Regions from separate parts of the Mus musculus genome. Here region 2 is linked to region 1. The links are chromatin contacts, called in public HiChIP or PLAC-seq maps. All regions are on one chromosome and are shown on one strand. Each heading gives the region's core, a stretch centred on a gene start, on an enhancer-like site or on the middle of the called end of the contact. The rest is flanking DNA. Distances are from core to core; before and after follow the strand shown. Region 1 has its middle 19 kb from the start of Gm33485. Region 2 has its middle 19 kb from the start of F3.

The links. HiChIP or PLAC-seq counts read pairs in DNA pulled down with a chosen protein or histone mark.
Region 2: an HNF4G HiChIP or PLAC-seq map of pancreatic cancer cells shows a contact between it and region 1. The contact joins two enhancer-like sites. A contact is called at or near these places in 1 of 15 datasets of contacts at CTCF or cohesin (the NIH/3T3 cell line), 15 of 484 Hi-C or Micro-C datasets (the AML12 cell line, cortical glia, dorsal root ganglion neurons and 8 more) and 8 of 115 datasets of contacts at active chromatin or transcription factors (SST interneurons, bone marrow-derived dendritic cells, embryonic fibroblasts and 5 more).

The regions. Positions count from the first base shown.
Region 1 is chr3:121,621,746-121,628,703 of GRCm38.p6, reverse strand. No RefSeq gene overlaps it. Among named protein-coding and RNA genes, the nearest start is that of Gm33485, 19 kb to the right of the region's middle. Within about 2 kb of position 2,258, at least 34 of the 459 cell types and tissues checked have an H3K27ac peak or open chromatin away from gene starts, as enhancers often do. A contact at or near this core is called in pancreatic cancer cells, where this site is marked.
Region 2 is chr3:121,701,275-121,707,859 of GRCm38.p6, reverse strand. No RefSeq gene overlaps it. Among named protein-coding and RNA genes, the nearest start is that of F3, 19 kb to the left of the region's middle. Within about 2 kb of position 4,114, at least 25 of the 459 cell types and tissues checked have an H3K27ac peak or open chromatin away from gene starts, as enhancers often do. A contact at or near this core is called in pancreatic cancer cells, where this site is marked.

The DNA of each region.
Region 1 (6,958 bases), core at 1,009-3,508:
TGCAGCAAACTTTCAATGTCACTAGAGCAGGACCTTCCAGAATAAAGGAACACCACTGAGAAAATTCTGCTCTAAGGGGTGCTGAAACCAGGCTGGGGGAGTTTACAATACTCTCCCCACACCAGCTTCCAGGAGGTGTGGATATAAATATACTAAATATACCCCCTAGACCGACCTGCACCCTGAGCTCATGGCTCTGGAAACCACTGTTCCAACCACTGGGCACAGGCAGCTAAAGGACAAGTCAGCTGCTGCTGCAGCCCCACATGGTACTGCCCGTGGTACTGCCCATCTGCCTAGGTTGTCAGGGGAAGGAGGCTGCCCTGGAATAAGGCACTCTCCTTCCCTTGCCTGAATCCTCACTCGAGTGATTTAGCAGTGTCAGGACCACCTTTTCTTGGAGTTAGTTTCCATTTTCTTTCTGAGGCAATCCAAGGATGGATTTTGCTTCTCAGATTGTTGTTGTTGGTGGTGGTGGTGGTGGTGTTCTGGCTCCTGGGAATCAGCTTAAGAGGGAAGAGGCTAAGGGGACAGGAGTACATTACATGTTTAAGACATATGAGAGCTGATAAGTCCCAGGCCTTCCTGGCCCTTCAGGTCTTGCTGGGTTCAACAAGCTCCTTTGTTTGTCCTTGTCTCACACTGCCTTGTCTGTAGCTCAGCTCTGCCTTTTCTCCCTGGTTCTCCTGAGTTGCCTTCCTTGTCTTAATGCCCATTTTCAAAATGGGTTCTTTGGAAGTCAGTTGTGCTGGATGGTGTCTTGCTAAGGCAAGCATGTGAAGGAACATTTCACTGAATCGGACACAGGTAAAAGACTAAGGCGGACTAGTGAAGGAACGTTATGCTGCAGCAGACACAGGTGAAAGGGCATTCTGCTTCTGAAAGGACACGTGATGAAGAATTCTTTGATAACAACACTCATGTATTGGTCCACCTTACAGTACATAGTTGAGCTCCATTTATCAGAACTCCACAGAGAGAAATGCACTAAAACACTTCTGGTAGGCTTGCTTATAGAGCTAGCTGTGCAACACTCGTTGGTCTTGAGTCTTTGCTGATCTTTGCTTCACTGATAGAGGCACAGCTGAGAACTTTTCCTGGTGTTCCTATTGGCCCGGGTCCCTCCTAATGACTTGTGCTGAGGCTGAGGTCTGGCTGTCTCTGCTAGGTAGAGCCACCACTGCTGATCCTTGTTTGCTATCCCGACTCTACCGAACAGGACTGCTGGTGTATCCATAAAGTGTTTGCGAGTGCACCAAGCTGGTGCTACTGAGCTGTGAACTGAACTGCCGATTTCCAGACAACACAGATGGGAGTTGCTCCAAAGAAACTTTCTAAACAGGTCCATTTCCCCATATCCTTTCTTTCCCACTACATCTGGTGGGTCAGGTGGGCTACAAGGGAAGTTAAAGCATTTAAGAACCATCATTTTTAAAAAGGTTTTGAAAAAAAATTAAAATTACAAGTTATTTCTCCAAAACTTAGCCCAGAAACCACTTTCTTCTGGAAATCTTCTCAAATCTCATGTCAAGCCAAGATCCACTCCTCCCTGCTCACGATACACCAGAGCAAATTCCGTGTGTACGTGCTTGGGTGTGTGTGTATGGTGTGTAATGTTACATTTCAGAACATTTTGCTAATAATTTGTGCCATTTCACCACTTAAAATTTTTTTTTGTAATTGTATGTGTATATGTCTGTGTGTATGTGCACATTAATGCAATTTCCCTTTGAGGCCAGAAGAAGGTGTAAGATGTCCTGGAACTGAAGTTATAGAGCTTTGTGGACCTCCATGTGGTTGCTGGGAACTGAACTCAGGTCTTAACTGCTGAGCCTTCCCTCCAACACCAGGCTTGCGGCTTTACCTATCCTGCAGCGGTTCTGGCTTTGTAAGTCTGTAGGCTTCAGAATCCCATGAACAGCTTGTTTTGCCTTCTGTGTTTTGTAATGGGCTGATGGGGGAGATTCAGGGGTGACTTTCAGTGAGTCCTGGGGTAGAATAAACAGGTGCCTTTGCAGACATCAGTGTGGCAGCAATTCTAAGGCTTCAAGACTTAAAGCCAACATGTCCAGGCTCTCTTAGAGGATCCCAGTCCAGAATTCCAGCTAAACAGTTGCTCAAGACCACAGCTGATCTAGAAGTATGAATGAATCAGTGTTTACCTTTTCCACCTTCAGACTAAAGAGAAGGAGGTAGGGAGCAAATCTGGTAGCTTCTATTGCCACCTAGCAACAGTAGCGCTCTGTGACTGATGGCATTGACAGCCCTGAACTTCCTGCCTCCATCTCCCTTTCAGCTTTCCTCCATTAGTCATATCTACAGACTAGTCCCAGGCTGTCTGTCAATCTTAACGTTACACAACGGCAGCTATTGTGGTTTTACACACCACACAAAAACACCAAGCCAAAGGCACACTTGTGAATCTTTTTCAAAAAGGAAGTTGTCCTTCTCAAAACTCTACAGAAGACTCTTCTTTAGCCTGAATGTTCAGGTCCACTTCTAGGCTTCAGGCTTAATGATCACCGACAAGCTGCTCTCCCAGAGTGGAATCCTCAGGGCCGAGTACTCCAGTGTGCCAGCCGCTATCATGCGCTTCCTCAGGCTTCCCACCAAGGCCTCTGGGTGTGTTGGCACATCAGACATCACTACCAGGCCAGCTGGCCTCGATTTCTAGTTGGGGACAGGTGAGCCCAACACACCTGTGAGAGAGTGAAAAACTGCCAGATAAATTTTTCACATTGTTATTTAATTGTTTAAATGTGAGAGGATGTGTTTGCTTTACTGAGTCACACTGCTGCCAATGGCTGGAGAAGTACTTAGAGAGGTCTGGACTTGTCACACCCTTCTCTCCCCTCCCCACACCTGTCTGCCTTGTGACTCAGCTTCTAAGGAGCTACCTGCCCCATGCTCTTGATAGTCACTCACAACTCCCACTTTAGCCAGATCTTGACTCTGGTGTCACCTGGAGTAGAATTGTCAGTCTTCAGGGAAACATATCAAGGGTAGGCTTTTCGAATCTTTAAGTACACAGCAGTAAATTTCGAAAAACAAAGTTTACCTCAAGAGAGGAGTGATAACTCCAGATGGGAGGCTAGTCCTGTTACAACAAAGCTATATTTTCTCTGTCAAGGGCCATTGGATGAGCTCAAAATGTCAACAAAACGTTCTCCATATAAAATTTAATATCACTGAGTTTCTTTGAGCCATAAGGGTTCCACCTGTCTCTCTATTGATCCACAAGGGCTCCACCTCTAGTGAATAAGATTAAGATTCCTCTAAAAGAGGCTTTATGACGCCTTGGGCTCACTTGCCCCGCCACTTCTGTCTTCTAAAGACTGGGCATCCTTTCTCTCTGGATGACACAACAGTGAGACGCCATCTTGGAAATGGAGAGCAGTCGTCACCAGACAACAAAATCTGTCAATGCCATGACCAAGACATGCCTCCATAGCTGTGAAGAAACACGTCTCTATTCTTTATTAATTGTGGGGTTACAGGTTTTCTGGTACAGCAGCGCAGCCTATGACATCATGTTCACAAAAGGAAGACCATCTATGCAAGGGAGAAAGTGCTTAGAACTAAACTCTCAAGTGCTTAGAACCCCAGGCGACTTTCTTTTCTTACCTATACGTTGACAATTTCTATCCCAATGTTTTTGATTTTAATTACTTAATTAATTTACTTTATATCCTGACTGGTTTCCCCCCTCAGCTTCTCCCAGTTCTCCCCGCCCATCCACCTCTTCCACTTCTCTTCCCTTTCTGTTCAGAAAAGGAGAGGCCTCCCATGGATATCAGTCAGCCTTGGTATATCAAATTGAAGTAAGACTAGCTGCATCCTCTCCTATTGCAGCTAGATGAGGCAATCCAGTAGGTTAGAAGGGTCCCAAAGGCAGGCAACAGGGTCAAAAAACAGCTTCTGCTCCCACTATTAGGAGTCCCATGAGAAGACCAAGCTACATAACTGTTACATGTGTGTGGAGAATCTAGGTCAGTCCCATGCATGCTCTCTGGTTGGCAATTCAGTCGCTGTGAGCTCCTATGGGCCTAGACGAGTTGATTCTGTAGGTTTCCTTGTCGTGTCCTTGATCCCCCTTTCCCCTTTCCTATAATCTTTCCTCCCCCTCTTCCACAGAATTCCCCAAGCTCTGCCTAATGTTTGGCTGTGAGTCTCTGCATCCATTTCCATCAGTTGCTGGATGAAGCCTCTATGATGACAGTTATGCAAAGCTCCTGTCGGCAAGTGAAGCAAAATAGCATTAACAGTACCAGGGGTGGACTTCCTCTCATGGCATGGGTCTCAAGCTGAACCAGTCATTAGTTGTCCATTCCCTCAATTTCTGCTCTATTTTTACCCCTGGACATCTTGTAAGCAGGATAAATTGTGGGTCTAAGGTTATGTTACTGGATTGGTATCCCAGTCCCTCCATTGGAAGTCTTGTCTGGTTACAGAAGATGGCTGATTCAGTCTCCATGTCCCCCACAGCCAGGAGTATTAGCTAGGGTCAGCCTCACAGATTCCTGGGAGTTTCCATTGCCCAAGGTTTCTAGCTCATTCCAGAGATGTACCCCCCCCCCATACCAACTTCAGTTGTCTCTCCCAGTATACCACAAGGACACTTGCTCAACTATGTTCATAGCAGCTTTATTCATAATAGCCAGAAACTGGAAACAACCTAGATGTCCCTCAACCAAAGAGTGAATAATGTGGTCATTTACATAATGGAATATTACTCAGCTATTAAAAACAATGACATCATAGAATTTTCAGGCAAACTGATGAAACTAGAAAAGATCACCCTGAGTGAGGTAACCCAGACCCAGAAAGACAAACTTGGTATATACTCACTTATAAGTAGATATTAGCTTTAAAAGTACAGAATAACCATGCTACAACCTATAATCCCAAAGTAGCTAAGTTAGCAGGATGCATGAATCTCACTGAGAAAGAGAAATAGAATAAGCATCATGGGTGAAATTGGGGGAGGAGACCAGTGGGGGGGGGGTAAGGATGAGAACAGGAGGGATCAGGTGAGGGGATGTCTTAAGGGTTCATTGCTATGGAAAGACAACATGACCATGGCAACTCTTATGAATAAAAACCTTTACTTTGGGGCTGGATTTCAGTTTCAGAGGTTTAGTCAGTTATCACGGTGGGAAGCATGGTAGTGTGCAGGCAGGCATGGTGCTGGAGGAGCCTAGAGTTCTTCATCTTGAACCACAAGCAGCAGAAGATGACTATGGGCCACACTGGGTGTAGCTTGAGCATAGGAGACTTCAAAGCCCACCCCACAGTGGCATACTTCCTACTACAAGGCCACACCTACTACAACAAGGCCACAAATTTCTAATAGTACCAATCTCTATGGGCCAAGCATTCAAACACATGAGTCTTTCCTGTAGGGGGAGGTGATGTTTCCCTGATAGGTTCTTGATTTGGTCAATAAAGAAGGTGGAAGCCAATTGCTGGGTGAAGGGTAAAAGATGGGACTTCCGGGTCCAAGAAGGGAGGAGGGAGGGGCTTTTGACCAGACTTTGGAATGAGAAACTTGAACAACCATATAAGATCTTGAGATAGCTAGAACTGGCAGCCTCTACCAGTGGTGGAGTCTGACTGATATAGACCATAAATTTAGGGCAGGACATTATGTGCCCAACAATTGTGTTATCTGACTAATTTTAAAATAATAAAGCTGTCTAGTGTTTTTCTGCTGAGGAACTAAGGTGGGCAGGAGAAAGAGAGAAGACAGAGTAGTTGATGGTGACTTGGCAAAGCCAGCCAGGAGGAAGAGGTAGCTGGTGGAGCACAGGTAGCAGCTCCTGGCTTTACCAGATTGGGGGTGCTTGCAAGTGATTTGGAGCTAAGCTAGGAGCACAGGCTGGTCAATGGAGAAAGAGTGTTTTTAAATATACACACAACACTTTCCTACTCAAACCAGCACAAGGGAAGATGGAGGGTGAAAGTATTTCAATGCTTACAAGTTACTATAAGTAATATATATTAAAATCCAAAGAATCAATCTCAAACTGTCTTGTATTATTCATATCCTGGGCTTGACTCACTTATACATTGCTTCCTGCTTCAGGAACTAGAGAAAGATTGTTCTACATCTGGGTACCTGGTGACAAGTGGCTCCCATTGTTGGGTCCAGTGACTCCTGAGGTTTGAAAGGTCTGCCCAGCAGGGCATTGGTGAATATAAGGCTGAGAAGCTAGCTCCTGGTGGAACAAAAGGATGAAGAATGGAGTGGTCATCCTGGTGGATAAGAAGGAACAGAGACGGGACAAGAGAGAAACCACAGGAAAGGGGGAAGAAAGTGTTTAAAATGCTGCCTGTGGCTCTGAAATGTTTGCTGCCTCCTGAGGGAATACTAACCCACAGATACCCTTTTAGCAACACTCTAATGTCTGAGAATAATTCTGAGCAAGTCTCTGTGTCTTACAGTGGAAACAACTGAACTATCAGTTCTTTTAACATTGTTTTCCCAGGTGTATTATTAACATCAAACACATGAAGCTCAAATCCAGACACATCTTAACGATCCATTTAACTGGTTTCTTCAGTCTAAACTATTGAGTGTATGTTTGGGGTGTGCCAAGTATACTTCTTAAGCACTGGAGTGTGATTTAACAATAAACAAAAGAGGCTAAAAAAACTCTGCTTTTTATTCATAATATCTAAGTTATAGAAGCAGCTGGTTGCCTATAATATGTTGAACTAAATCATACTTGGACTCTAAGTAGCCAGATCCTATTAACATGAAGAAATTGGGCCATATCCCCTTCAGCTATCTCTCTGTGAGAGAGAGTTAAGAAGACATGCTGTGTTGTGGCTCCAAAGAGGTTAATTCCTGATCTACCTACTACCTGGCTCCTCCGTGTTCTCTGAAACACATGATAAGCTATGTTGAACTGAATCATGTGCTGTGGGCCTCCCTTCTACCCTCTGAAAGGATACA
Region 2 (6,585 bases), core at 2,865-5,364, 77 kb before region 1:
GCTAATGCTCTTAACCTCTGCAGCATCTCTTCATCTCATAGTAAATATTCTTATTTTACAATGACATAATCTGTTATAGATGTAGTAAAGTCTGACTAGGTATATACATAAAGGTGAGATATATTTTTAAAATATTGAAAATTATAACACATTGTAAACTACCCCTTAAAACATGCAAATTACTTAAAATTTATTAAACATTATTTATTAACCTTTATTTTTTGCTATAAAAAATACTATGAGCAGAAGCAACTTATAGACAAACGCTCAATTTGGTTTATGGTCACAGACCAGTCAATAATGGGGGTGTCAGCACATAGCTGGAGCAGAAAAAGGAGAGACGATTATCGTCACCGCAGAGAAACAAAGAGAAATGGTAGGAGGCTATAAAGTTGCCGAGAGCATCTCAGTGATGGACTTTCTCCAGCAAGACTCCGCCTCCTAAAGTCCCATAACCTCCCCAAACATCTCCAGACTCAGAATCCTCACCTCTGCCCTACTGGGAAACAGCCTTAGATGGAGTTTCCAACTCAACCAACCTTTGTTGCTCCAACACTGCGTGCTCCAAGCATTGTGCAAAGTGGTGGCCAGAGTTCACAACAAGGGCTTCTCTGACCACAGGATTTAGACTGAGCATAAAGGATGGACTTGTGGCAAAAGAAAGAGGTCCTGTGTTCATCATAAATGTGTTACTCCTCTGTGACCACAGGCAAGGCATTTATCTTCTCAGGATTTCTGTTCCTCCCTTTCAGAAAGAAACTATGGATCAGGTGTCCCTGTGGCTAGTTCTGCCTCTTGATTCTCTATTTCTTCACAGTTGTGCTTTATGGGGAGTGAAGAGTGGACCCTTCTTAATGAACACTCAGTATGTCTGAGCTGGATTTTAACACAAGGCTTTAATATGAAGATGATGTATGTATCATATGAGTCTGAAATAGGGGGAAATTAAATTAAATCTACAGGTGACTCTGAAAAATTGGAAATGAGCTTTCAAAGGAGCCATGTCATGGCCTATGGTGATATTACTGGAAGAATGCGACTTCCTCTGTCGCTATTTAGAGCATAAGAAAGAGCTCATTTGAGCAGTGTAGGAAATAAAAGGTCCATTGTGAGTGGCTGAAGAGGTTTATCCGGATGTCTGTAGTCAACTCAGACATTCACAGTCATTCTTTGCCCAATGAACACACAATGTAGTCACATTGATGTGTTTTATTAACGTTCCTATTTCTAGCGGGAAGATCTACTCAAATGACATCATAGTTCTTAATCTCCAAATGGAATCTTCATGTCGCCCGTTTTAAAAGAGAGCCAAAACCCAAGATAAATTTGATACTGATTGTCTCCCCTTGAGAGCTACATTTCATTACTTTAAACAAATCCAATACAAGGTGTCCAGCCTTTGGAGTTAGCAAAGTCTTCCTTTCTCTAGGCTCCTGTAGTGTTCCTGTGCTCGGTTCCTGGTATCTGCCCTGTGGATATCTTGCACGTATAAGAAAGCTAGTGCATTACTGTGGTGAAGCCTTGGGCTCCTGGCCAGAGCTGGATTTCAGATTCTGGTCCTGTTATTCACAGCCCTGTCACTTTGCCAAGTGCTAACTTCTTTTAAGTCCACTTTCCAAATTTGTAAAAGACGACACCTCTTCCTACCTCATAGAGTCATTGTGAAAAATCTCATTCTTCAAGTGTATTAAAATATACAGTAATTAGTAAAGTCAAAACGACAGAAAACGTTAGCTTGAATTGTTGGTAGTTATGAGCTAGAAAGAGAGCATTTCATTTCTGCTCCCTCCCTGCAATCCACACAGCAGGGCTATGGCTTTCGTCAGTGAGCTTTAAGCCTGAAAATCAGCTGTCTGGAGCAAAGGATGCTTCTGGACCACAGCATGAATGTTCGTTCCACCTGAGATGATGTGAATGAGTATCCTGATGTCCTGTTAGCCACACGCCATAGACTGCTATTTCATATTGTTGTGATGTGCTTACGTAGTCAGGAAGAAACAGTGAAAAGAAATACTCAGCCAAAAAGAGACAAGAGGAGGAATTTCAAAAATTAAATTCCCAGCTTTGTCTTTAAAAAAAAATCGCTATCATCTCATGTGTTTGTTTGTACAGACAGTAGCTTGCTCTTTATGAAATGTTTAAAATCTTTGAGGGTACCCATGTGTATACACATACAACTTCTTCAAAGCCTTGCTAAGATGTTAAACATAAACACCCTCAATATAGGCATAGTCTCAAAGTCTTTTCAAACCAGTGAATACAAACACTATTCCATGTTCTTCCCAGGATCCCCCTACCAAATGAACATTCTCATTCTCTCTCTCTCTCTCTCTCTCTCTCTCTCTCATTCTCTCTCTCTCTCTCTCTCTCTCTCTCTCTCTGATGATAATAGTACTTGATTTCATGTACTGGTTCTTAGTCTCCCTGTCTCTCTCTGTCCATCTGTTTCTGTCTCTGTTTGTCTCTGTCTGTCTCTGTCCCTGTCTCTCTGTCTGTCTCTGTATCTCTCTGTCTCTCTCTGTCACACACACACACACACACACACACACACACACACGCACGCACGCACACACACACACACACACACACACACACACACACACACACACACACTTATTCCAGTATGGCTAGTGTGTGCTCTACCACTGAGCTGTATTCTCAGCCTCCTTTTGCTTTTTGCCCTGAGAAAGTCTCACTAAGTCACTTGGGCTGGCTTTGGACTTCCTGTGTCGCCTAAGCAGCCCTTGAATTTTCAATCTACCATGTCAGCCTCTCCACATCTGGGATTACAGACCAACACTGTCGGACTTGGCTTAAATATATTATAAATCATTATATCCTGATAACCATGACCAGGGCTAAGCTAGCTTTGCCTCAAACTATTGGAAACTTATTATCTTAAAATCTCAAGGGCATTTTAAGCAGAATAATTATTGTGTTCTTGGAAAGGGGAATAAAAAACGAGCTAATCAAAACAGAAAGGTTTGGCTTAAATTATGTCTAAGACTGGGACATAAATCTGTTTGGCCTAAATTATGTCTAAGACAGGGACCTAAAATTCCTGGGATCTTATCTTAAGAATTTTAATTCTAATTCTTAAGAATTTTGGAGATAAGTAGTAGCCGGGCATCCAAGTGTGGTGAGAAGCTAGACTGAACCCATAGTTGCCTGGGGCTGAATGGGGGTCTTAGCCACTTTGAAGTAAATACAGAGGATTCTAAGAGACCACAGGGCTTTCCTGTTGTTTACACATATTCAGTATCCTGTAGGTAGTCCTTCTGGAGAATTCCATAGACAGGGGTTCTTCCTAACTCCTTAAGACTGGAGACCTGGGGCTGGAGAGATGGCTCAGTGGGTAAGAGCACCCGACTGCTCTTCCGAAGGTCCGAAGTTCAAATCCCAGCAACCACATGGTGGCTCACAACCATCTGTAATGAGATCTAATGCCCTCTTCTGGTGCATCTGAAGACAGCTACAGTGTACTTACATATAATAAATAAGTAAATAAATCTTTAAAAAAAAAAAAAAAATAAAGACTGGAGACCTCTCCTGCCTGTTGCAGCTCTGCTCTCACGAGCATCTTTCTTTGGTTGGGGGCGGGGAGCAAAGCAGACCAAAGAAGTTTCTCCTTCATTCTCTTCTTCCCTCTCAGCATACAAATCCCACATGAAACTTTTTTTTTCAGCTTCCAAATCAGACAATAAATTTTGCTTCACAGTGTGAAGCCAAGTAATAGATGTGCATCAGTAATAGACTACTCTAGAGGCAGACTCCCCACAGTGGAATGCATAATGGAGATTAGAATGAACAGGATCCTGCTAACAGGACAGCAGGTGACTCACATAAACATATGTCTGAGTAAAAGCAGCCAGGCAGAGAAGGATAGATAGACGCCGTATGATCTCTAAGTCAAGAGAAAGAAAAAAGAATGTGGATGGAGATTCCCACCTGCGGTTCTTCTGGGGTGCTGGATACACAACTGTGTTTTTTGTTAAAACAACAACAACAACAACACTTAACCAATTTATTTGCACATCATATGTACAGTTTCTATATATTCCATTCATCCAAACCTTTAAAAAGGTTTGTGGAAAGCCAGTGAGTGACTCAGCACACTGGCCCAAGTCCCTTCAGACTATTGCTTGATACCGCTTCCTTATCGCTCAGCCTTTCTGCATGTGGTGATTGATGTCAGGAGAAAACTCTTCAAGACCTTTCAGAACATCCCATGATAGCATCCCTGATAAGCATCATCAAGGGTTTGTAATTTTTGAGGACTAGTGACTTCCAGATGTCTGTATTATTAATTTTGGAAACCTCTCGAGAAATAGACTGTTCTTGCTGGAATCATGTGAGCTAGTATCCAAACCATGCCCTTGCCAATATCTAAACCCTGCCCTTTGTGTCAGTGATCAGAGGGAGACATTTTTACCCCCAGTGGCGAGACGGCTGAGGTGGTTATGGACTGGTGCAAGCCTTGTGTACTTGGGTTCATATGAGATTTCTCACAGTTGCCTGATGTCTCAGGGGAGGGGTGAACAGCTAGGGGCATGACTCAGCAAGGCTTCAAGAAGACCGCTTAAGCCCTATCATGCGGGCAGTCTTTGAACATTGCTCTTTATATTCAGATAGTTTGACATCTGAATTCATCTAGAGATTATTAAGGAAGAAAATAAATCAAGTGAGTATCTTAGCTCATCTTTATATGTCTTTAATGAAAGAGCAAGGGCTTAAAGTAGCTTCATGTTCATGATGACATAGGAACCCAGACCTCTCCCATGATCATCAGAAGGGCAATCTTAAGATCGTTTTCAAACTCTTGAGTCTCTAAACATGTGTATGTAGTTTGAATCTTTAAATAGATGACTCTGGAGTAAATATATTATGAAAAGCTTCATTTAACTATGGGTTAGCAGCCAAATAAAATAATACATCCTATATTTTAATGAAACTATTTTAGTTTTGTCTTCAATTTCATATCTCTCTCTCTCTCTCTCTCTCTTTCCTCTCCACACTCTCTCCATTCTCCTCTCTCTCCTCCTTCTCCTCCTCTCTCCTCTCCTCTCAGGAAGCTCAAAACATCTGTGTCAGGGTAGAATTTACAAGAATGTAACTGTTGTAAGGAGGCTGAGAATTAAAGCCCCCAAATGTGAGATTTCTAAGGACTGTCCATCAAACCTCCCTTCCTTCAGAAGCAGACACCATGTCTGAAGAAGGCACCTGACCCGAGTGATGTGCAGTTGAGTCTGGGAGAGCCTCAAGCCACTGCTGAGCTGGCCCACAGTTCTCCATGCCAGCAGTGTGGTGGGAGACAGTGAGAAACTGGGAGACACTTGGACTCTTGGCTCTGAGGGAACACCTCTCTTCATTAACTTTGAGTAATCTTCTTCTCTGAGTTTCCTTATATTCAAAGTAAACATTAAGGTTCCTTCCTATACATCTAGAACTGCTGGGTCAAAGCTGAGACAGTTTGGGGAGCCCATTTTTTCCCCCAAATCAGCACTTCGAGTTTTGTCCTTCACAAAATCCTGAAGCTCACTGAATACTGAAAGCACTTCACAGGCGGTCTATGTTTGTTTGTTTGTTTGTTTGTTTTGGAACATGAAATGATTTCATGCTAACTAAAGTAACATCTAGCATGCTCACCCATTTAATCAGACTGCCACGACTATTTTGCTTAGCCAGAGCCAAAGCTTCACATACATTAAATATCACATCTTCAAATGCTTCTGTCAACAGGACCGCCCTGAGCCATATCTGGTTCACAGGATCTGTTCTCCATGCCTCCACCTACAAGAAATGACCTGGAGTGCCCTGCTGACCGAGGATGTTGTAAGAGATAGCTCAGTGGTTAAGAGCACTCTCTGCTCTTCCAGAGGACATGGGTTCAGTTTCCAGCCACCATGGCAGTTAACAACTGTCTGCAGCTGCAGTTCCAGAGGGTCTGATAGCCTCTTCTGTCCCCCAAAGCACTTTATGCGCACAGTACACAGACATGCATGCAAGCAAAACACCCATGCATGTCACATAAAAATACAAGAAGTATAGAAGGGGGAGGAAGAGGAGGAGGAGGAAGAGGAGGAAGAAGAAGAGAAGAGAAAGAGAAGCAGCTCTTTTGAATTCTGACTAGCAGGACAAAATAAAACTCTATAGACTTTGATTTTTGCACAGCTGTCTACTAGTATTAGAACCAAGAAAAGCCGGCCAGCGAGATGTCACAGTGTGCCAAACCTGATGACCCGAGTTTTATCTTGAGGACCCCCATAGTCGGAGAGAACTGATTCCTGCAAGATCTCCTCTGACTTTCACACATTCTTCAGTGCTACGTATATCCCTCCAATAAATGTAATTTAAAACGTTATAAAGGAGAAATGTCTCAGCAAATAACCCTGAGTGTTCAGTGGCAGTTCCAGCTAATGGGGCATCAGTCACGGATGGAAGTAAGTCTGTTTCTGTATGGAAGCTGGCAGGAGTGTCTGTGCCATGCTTGCTGGAGGGCAGCAAGCCCAGGGCCAGAGCCACTGACCCAGACATCTCTACCTGGGGCGTTCCCTCTATCTTCCATGAATAGCCGAATGCTTTATG